Linked DNA regions of Gossypium hirsutum: region 1 is linked to region 2. The links are chromatin contacts, called in public Hi-C maps. All regions are on one chromosome and are shown on one strand. The core of a region is the stretch at or near the end of the contact, and the rest is flanking DNA. Distances in the headings are between cores, read along the strand shown. Region 1 overlaps LOC107888746 (cleavage and polyadenylation specificity factor subunit 1). Region 2 holds the start of LOC107940643 (protein PSK SIMULATOR 3).

Region 1 (3,854 bases), core at 1,336-3,835, 480 kb after region 2:
TTTAATTATTATTTATAAATTATAATTCAAATTATGATGTAAAACTTAATTAAAAATTTAAAGAAAATTTTAAAGTTGAAGCTGAATTAGGGAGGATGGGTAAACTCAAACTCTAAAATAAAAAATTGTTTAAAAATTTTATTTGAATTGGTTTAAGATTACATCGAAATTAAAAAATCCATTTTTATAAAATCGATTTTTCTTTTTATTTTTATCAGTTTTTCAACTAATTGAATGATTGAAGGATGAGAGATAAGAAAATATGAAAATCAAATTTCAGAAAATTTAATTTTCCTATACATTGCAAAAATGTGTACTAGTTTGGAAATTTTCTCCAGTTTAAAATAATTTATTTTGTTTTATATTCAAAAATTAATTTTTTTATTAAAAAAAATCTCTTTTTTTTTTCAGCACCAAGCATTTCAGGCATTAATTACATAAAACTTCCTACTACGAAAGGAAATAACCGTAGTATATATCCAAAATTTAGTCATGAAAGAAATTTTTAAAAAATAATTTTCATGAATAATTGGTCTCCACTACCACTAGATTGTTTGTATTATATAATAATAGTCAACTCATAATCAATTACATCCAATAAGTTTGGTTGTCTTTCACCGGCAACAAATGTTGTGAATTATAATCCCCACTTGTCATGGCGCTTACCTTAGCGACTATTTTCCTTTTCTTGTTCTTTTCTTTTTTCGCTTTTTGAGAGAAAATTAGCTTTAAAACAATTTGGTTACCACCACATATATTTTCTAGGGACATTCACATTTGACAATATGCCTTTCTTCCCACTTCAAAACCCAAATTAAAGCTATAAAGATAGGAAATCCGACCATAAGGACTTCAAATCTAGTTGGTGGTGGGTCTAAACCTATATACCCACTTTTTAGCGTTTAAATTTTATTATTAATCCATGTAGTACATATAAGTTGTGAATTTAGTCTTTATATTTTTATTTAGTCATTTTCAATCTTTATACTTTTAGAATTTTAAAATTTTAATTCTAAGTAAATAGTAGCTATTAAATTTATTAAGTTCTAGTATTTTTAAATTTTGATGTGGCAAATATATTATCACATGTGTAATGTCATGCTTATTATTTCCATATATTACTCACAAAAAAATACCAGTTAATAGATTGAATAACTATCGTTTGCATCAAGAATAAAATTTCGAAATTCGAAAAATATAGTGACTAAAAATGATCTAATTAGAGAACACGGACTAAATCTATAACTTTATACATAATATATGACTAATAGCATAATTTAACCAAATAAATTTTAACTGCAACCATTTAATTAAAATTAAGTTTAAAAATTTAAAAATTACAAAAAATTACAAAAAATTAAAATAAATTAATTCAAAAAATAAAAAAACTAAAATTCATCAAACTTTAATTTATACAAAGTACATTATGTAATAACATAAAAAATATGGAATCCTATCTAATGATCATGAGAATGGAGTGTTGGATATTTGACTCCCACCCAACCGAGGAGTCAGTCCGGGTCAGACCATGGCTATCTATTCTATTAATAGGACCCATTCCAAGACTTCTATTAATTAATTGAGCCGAGTCTTGTATATTGATTGGACCATATTATAGGTTTGCATTATTACTTGTCCTACAATATTGCTTTTGACTAATGCTATCGATGGAGAAATCAAACCAATAAACATATGTGAGACCCAGAAACCTCTTCTTTTATGATAATGGTTTATGCATTATGACGTAAATGGACCTTTTTTTTCTTTCTAAATGTTATGGAATTCAACTTTAAGAGATATATTTTTTATAAAAGGTAGAGTACGAATTATCCAGGATTAAATTCAAGATCAAATTTCAATTGAACTTGTGTTGTACTCAAGATTGTTTTTTGAATGCTTTGAATTAAGAAATAAGGAGAGAGAATGGTTTAATTTTGAGATATTGGATGTAAAATTATATTAAAATGATGTTAATAAACGTATCTAAAAGTCCTTGAAACCCTTTTACATAAATAAACATAATATTAATCTTTTAAATTAAATCCTATGAGAAGAATTCATTTGAATCATTGTATTTTTTAGTATGTTTTGTACTTGTCATACATGTAAATTTTTAAACCAATCTAATTTATCTATCATTTTGATCTACAATATATATATTAAAATTTATTAAACAGTAAAAAATTGTTATAAAATAAATAGTTAGAAATTTTAATTTATGTCAAATTTAACATGCATTATTTATATGAATAGAATATTAAATATAACAGTTAAATTGTTAAAATATTAATCGTACAAAAATATTTGAAAAAAATGTAAATTAAAAAAAATTATATTATGTAAATTGATTTCTCGCCTATAGATATTTCATTAAAATGTAAAAAAGAAATTCACATACAACAAAGTAGAAGGGCATATTGATTGCCTAGCCCTATTCAAAGCATCGGGTCGCCGATGGATATGAAATGAAGGAGCATTGTTCCACTTTAGCAGGACATTCCTTAAAAGAAAAATGCACTCATAGACCATACCCGTACACTTCAGAAACATCTGTTGACACTTAAAGAATAACATGATGAACCATGTCATGTGCACGTGTGTTGCATCATTGTACCAACACGTTATTCACCCACACACGTGTAACGATACAGTAAACCTAAATTCATTTTTTTATGGTCATGAAGTGATTGAATTATCTGCTTAACCCAACGGTAATGGAGGTTCAACACTAGTAAATCACTGGATTATGATATAGTGTAATGTGCTTAATCACCAGTGGCTTAAATTTAATTTATGAACGTACATACTAATAATGAGAAGATTGAAGTGGAAGTGCCAGGTTAGTTCATCTTACAGCCGGTATTGATTCTACTGGACAAAGGTAGGGTACAAGTTGGGTGCATGCTCATTATAAAACTGGGGACCGAGGTGGGGCTGTTGGATTATAATTGGGTTTTGACTTAAAACATCTAAATGAAAAAAACGATGTTTTACCCTATACATACACTTCTTTTTCAAAACTTCATCATAAATTGGTAGGCTGTCCATTCAGTATTTTACCCTTTTTTTTTCTGTCTTCATAATAACATTTACCTACATTCATAATTGTTGTTGTAACATAACTCTATTATGTCAAACAATAATAAGCCATTGCTGGAGCCACAGTTCGAAAATAAATTCAGATAGCTGATGACGTTCTACCAAACATGATTGAACAACTGGGCACAAGCAAAGTGCAAATTCACCTGGAATGTTAAAAGAAAACAGGTGCAGACATTCATTTAATCAGCTACACAAGTTCAAAAGCAATCAGCAGTTTACAGCCGCAGTGGCTTCTAACAAAAGATTACAGAAATTTACTGCGCTGCTATTATAGTCCTGTTTACTAGCTCCAAGATACAAGATTCTACACCATACAGATAAAACACAATCCACTATACGACATTTGTTTTCCTTTCTCAATATCATATGAACTAAAGACACCAAACCTGATCTGAATAAGCTTTTAAATGCTGTCACTCATCCTACAACAGGTATGCTCCTCATGAATTGTTCCATACAAATCAAATATTTTCCATAACCTACCTGCCTTGATATCTGCTGCTTTACAAGAAGCTTGTTCCCAAAGTAAGATCATTTAAATTAGACAAAATTTGGGAACGGGTTGTTCCAATCTGATGAGCAATTTCAAGTTGTTCCTCCAATGGAAGCATTTCATAACTGCAAAACAATTTCAAAATGTGCAGCCGTCATGATACTATACGGTTCCCATTGATCACATACACTAAATGACCTATTGATTTAAATAATTCTAGCCAACGGTATTATCAGCATTTCTCACCTCACAAATTTGC
Region 2 (3,481 bases), core at 21-2,520:
AACCAACCCAATATGCTTCTCACAGCTGTTCTCCATTCTCCAGCAAGGACTGGATCACTCGCTGATGACAACCCTCTTCCTTTTAATCTACCCCTTAAACACGAACTAATACTGCTAGGAAGCATGGAATAAAGATCGTCTCTTGCATCAATGCCTACTAATTGTGGTGACTTGATCATCTTCTCCATAATGATAATCAAATTCGCATAGTGTAGAGCTAAAGCCGCCGCCCCTAACGTACTTGATGGAGGCTTTAAAAGCTTCGAGTTCGACTCGAAAAAACTTACCGGCTTCGAAGAAGTCTTCAATGGACCTGATACAAAGTGAAAAGTGTCGGGGTTTTGAGTTGGATGGACAGTTGCAGAAGCTGAGAGACTTCGTGGTAAACAAGAAGGATACCCAAACTCAAACCCGAAAAAAACAAGCTTCAACCTTGCTAAAATAGTGAAAATCGATCTCACAAGTATGGAAACAACCATGTCAAAGCTTTTGTTCCATAAACATCTCTCTTTCAAATACTTAACTTCTTGTCTTTGCCAAAAAAGCTTTGTTTGCAGATCAACAATCTTTTGTTCTTTGATTGAAGATGGTTTATATTCTTTACACTTTCTCAAGCAGTTCTCAATTGTAGATAACTCCTCCATTTCTTTATACAAAGTTACCGTAATGGTGACGTACTTGTCCATCTTCTTTCTTTTAGCTTCCATATCTTTAGAACTCAGAACCCAGCCATGTCTATCATGACCCGAGTTAGCGAACTCATCGAACCACCCACCGAAACCTTGAAGATCCGAGTCTTGGCACCTTTTGCTTATCCTGGAAATGGATTTTGCTACTACCCTTATATTTTCAGCCATTTCAGCACACGCCAACCCTAACAGGAAAGACTCATCGTTAGAAACAATCTTGTGGACTCCTTCGAGAGATAAAGATTCATCACGAAGACGAATTATAGTCGTATCTGAAAGACAATTCCAGAGCTGTAGAAGCTTTGACATATGTCCAGCGATTTCAAAGGATAAAACCCCAACGTTGGCTTTATGATTTGAAGATCTTGCAGTATCAAGGGTGTTGGATATGGTTTTTTTGAGTTTTATGAGCCATGTTTCAAGAGCCATGAGGCAAAGAAGAAAGGAATGGATCCACTGAAACAAATGGAATGCAAAGAGAAATAATTGAAGAGTGGAAGTTTGCAGAGATAAAAGAGATAGTGAATGAAATGGGAGGAGTTGAAAATTTTTGCAGATTTGAAGCTCGTGGGATGTTGATTGAGCCCATTATAGAAATAGCAACTCCATTATAAATTGTTCCATTTTTCAAAATTAAATAAACAAAGGGAAACTACAATTTTTTTTTTTGCCCAATTATAAAAAGCTATAAAATAACTTTTAATTATTTATTTTTTCCTTTAATCACCAGTCAATTGTTAAAAAAATGAAACTTTAAAAAATAAAAGATAATTTGAGTGATAAAAAAATAAAATTAAATAGTTAAATAATTTTTTATGATTAAATGACCACAAAACAAACAAAACTATAATTGAGTAACTAATATGATATACCTATAAATAAATAAAAATAAAAGAGAGCTTGGGGAAGAGTTCCATTTCAAATAGATGCAGAGCAGCGCGTGATCGATGGAGTAACCGGATTGCTTATTTGTCTTTTTTGGATTTGAAAAACAATGACTTTAAAAGCGAGTGGGGCATATTTAATGGTTTCAATATTTGTAATAAAAAGGGGAAAAAATATTTTGTGGTTTTCTTTTTTCTTTTTGATTCATTTAATCAAATAAAATGATCTAAAGTTAGATGTTATTAAAATTGATGACTCAATGAGTTGGACTGATATGAATTATTGTAAATCGATAAAATTGATAATAACAATTTAATCAATTCAGTTAATTATGATTTTTTTTCTATTTTTGTTATTTTTATAAATTTATTTATTTTTATCTGATTAATATTAAATTGATGGTACAACACATTAAACCGAAAATTAATGAATTAATGGGTTCAACTATAATTTTCAGTTAGACCACCACTCTAAACTCTTATAACAGTGACAATATCTGATCATTTCACTTGTGTTTGGTAAAAGAAACTTTACTTCCTTTTCTGGTCTGTTTTTTTCTACAATGACGAAAGTCCATATTTATCCTCTTCATATTTTGATTGATATTCAGGATACGTTTGATTCACTATAATAGAATAAAACTGTAATTGAATAGAACTGTAATAAAATAGAGTTGTAATCAGTAATTCAACTGTTTAGTTGAATGGAATGAAATAGAGCTGTAATAGTATTCTTGTGTTTGGTTGAATGGTATGATGTTGTAATAGCATAAAGAAAAAAACTAAAATGACCATAATACCCTTAGCAGAATTTTTTTTAGGCAGATGATTATTGTTATTATTATTAATTTTAATAAGATTATTATTGAAAATAATTTAATAAAAATAATAAATAATTTAACCATATTTTAACATAATTATTATTAAATATAATTTAATAAAAAATATAAATTAATAACATTCTTAATATAATTATTATATGAATTAAAAAAATCAAAATATATAATACTATAAAAATATATATAATCTACTTTATTATTTTTAAACTGCAATACATATTTAATGTGCTAAAACATCATTAGTGAAATAAATAATTTAATTATTCTACAATTAAAATAAAATATTGAAGTAATAAATAACTTGAGAATTATATTTCACATCCAAGCATAATATTCATATATTAACAAAAAGTTACATGATTTCATTAGTTTATATGTCATAATCCATATGTTTTAAAATTTTATAACATCAAAAAGTTGCAACATTGTAATGACATCCTATCATGTCATTATACCATCCAAATATTACAAACACAAAAAGTTACCAAAATATCATCAATACAACCATGATTTTTAATGGACAGCAAGAAATCTTCTGACCTATTCCAATCGCACAGTAGAAGGTAAACTAAAGAAAACGAGCATTTGTGTTGGATGATCTGGAATTTTGTTCAATGCTCGATAATGCTCATCCTCAGTTAAACCTTCTACTTCACGTAATGTTGGATATAATTTCAGCGCACTTTTTTTGAATGGTCATTTCTGACTTTTGTTGAATTAGCACTTCAAAGGCAATACACTTACAGATTTCAAGGCCAACGGTCTATATATTTTCCGCCAATAAAGTGGCAGCATCATTAAATGAAGTAGAATAATCACTTGCATCAGAAATCCTTTTTATCTTCTTTGAAAATGTGGAATCACCTTGGTTTTTAGCTAGTTGCGGTTGTGTAGCTGAAAGATCCATGTCATCCAAAGAGACATCATTTTCGCATCAATGGAAATCGTTTCTTTCTTCATGAGTATTTGTAGTAGCCACATCCTCAACATCTATTTCTTCAATAATATCAGCGACCGTTTGAGCATCTTTTCTAGTGGCTCGATCTTTTGCGTAGATGGCAGTAAGTTG

The links. Hi-C and Micro-C count contacts between places; a contact is called where the count stands out from the background.
Region 1: a Hi-C map of leaf shows a contact between it and region 2, with 3 times the contacts expected there. The contact joins the enhancer-like site here to the promoter of LOC107940643 in region 2. A contact is called at or near these places in 7 of 34 Hi-C or Micro-C datasets (callus, fibers, hypocotyl and 2 more).

The regions. Positions count from the first base shown.
Region 1 is chrA09:38,797,371-38,801,224 of Gossypium_hirsutum_v2.1, forward strand. It overlaps LOC107888746 (cleavage and polyadenylation specificity factor subunit 1), which reads right to left. Exons shown (of 26, transcript XM_016812936.2): 26 at 3,254-3,720. The coding sequence ends at 3,606. Among protein-coding and RNA genes, the nearest start is that of LOC107888746, 20 kb to the right of the region's middle. Within about 2 kb of position 2,586, at least 3 of the 9 cell types and tissues checked have an H3K27ac peak or open chromatin away from gene starts, as enhancers often do. A contact at or near this core is called in hypocotyl and leaf, where this site is marked.
Region 2 is chrA09:38,316,421-38,319,901 of Gossypium_hirsutum_v2.1, forward strand. LOC107940643 (protein PSK SIMULATOR 3) reads right to left here and starts at 1,271. Exons shown (of 1, transcript XM_016874077.2): 1 at 1-1,271. The coding sequence starts at 1,118.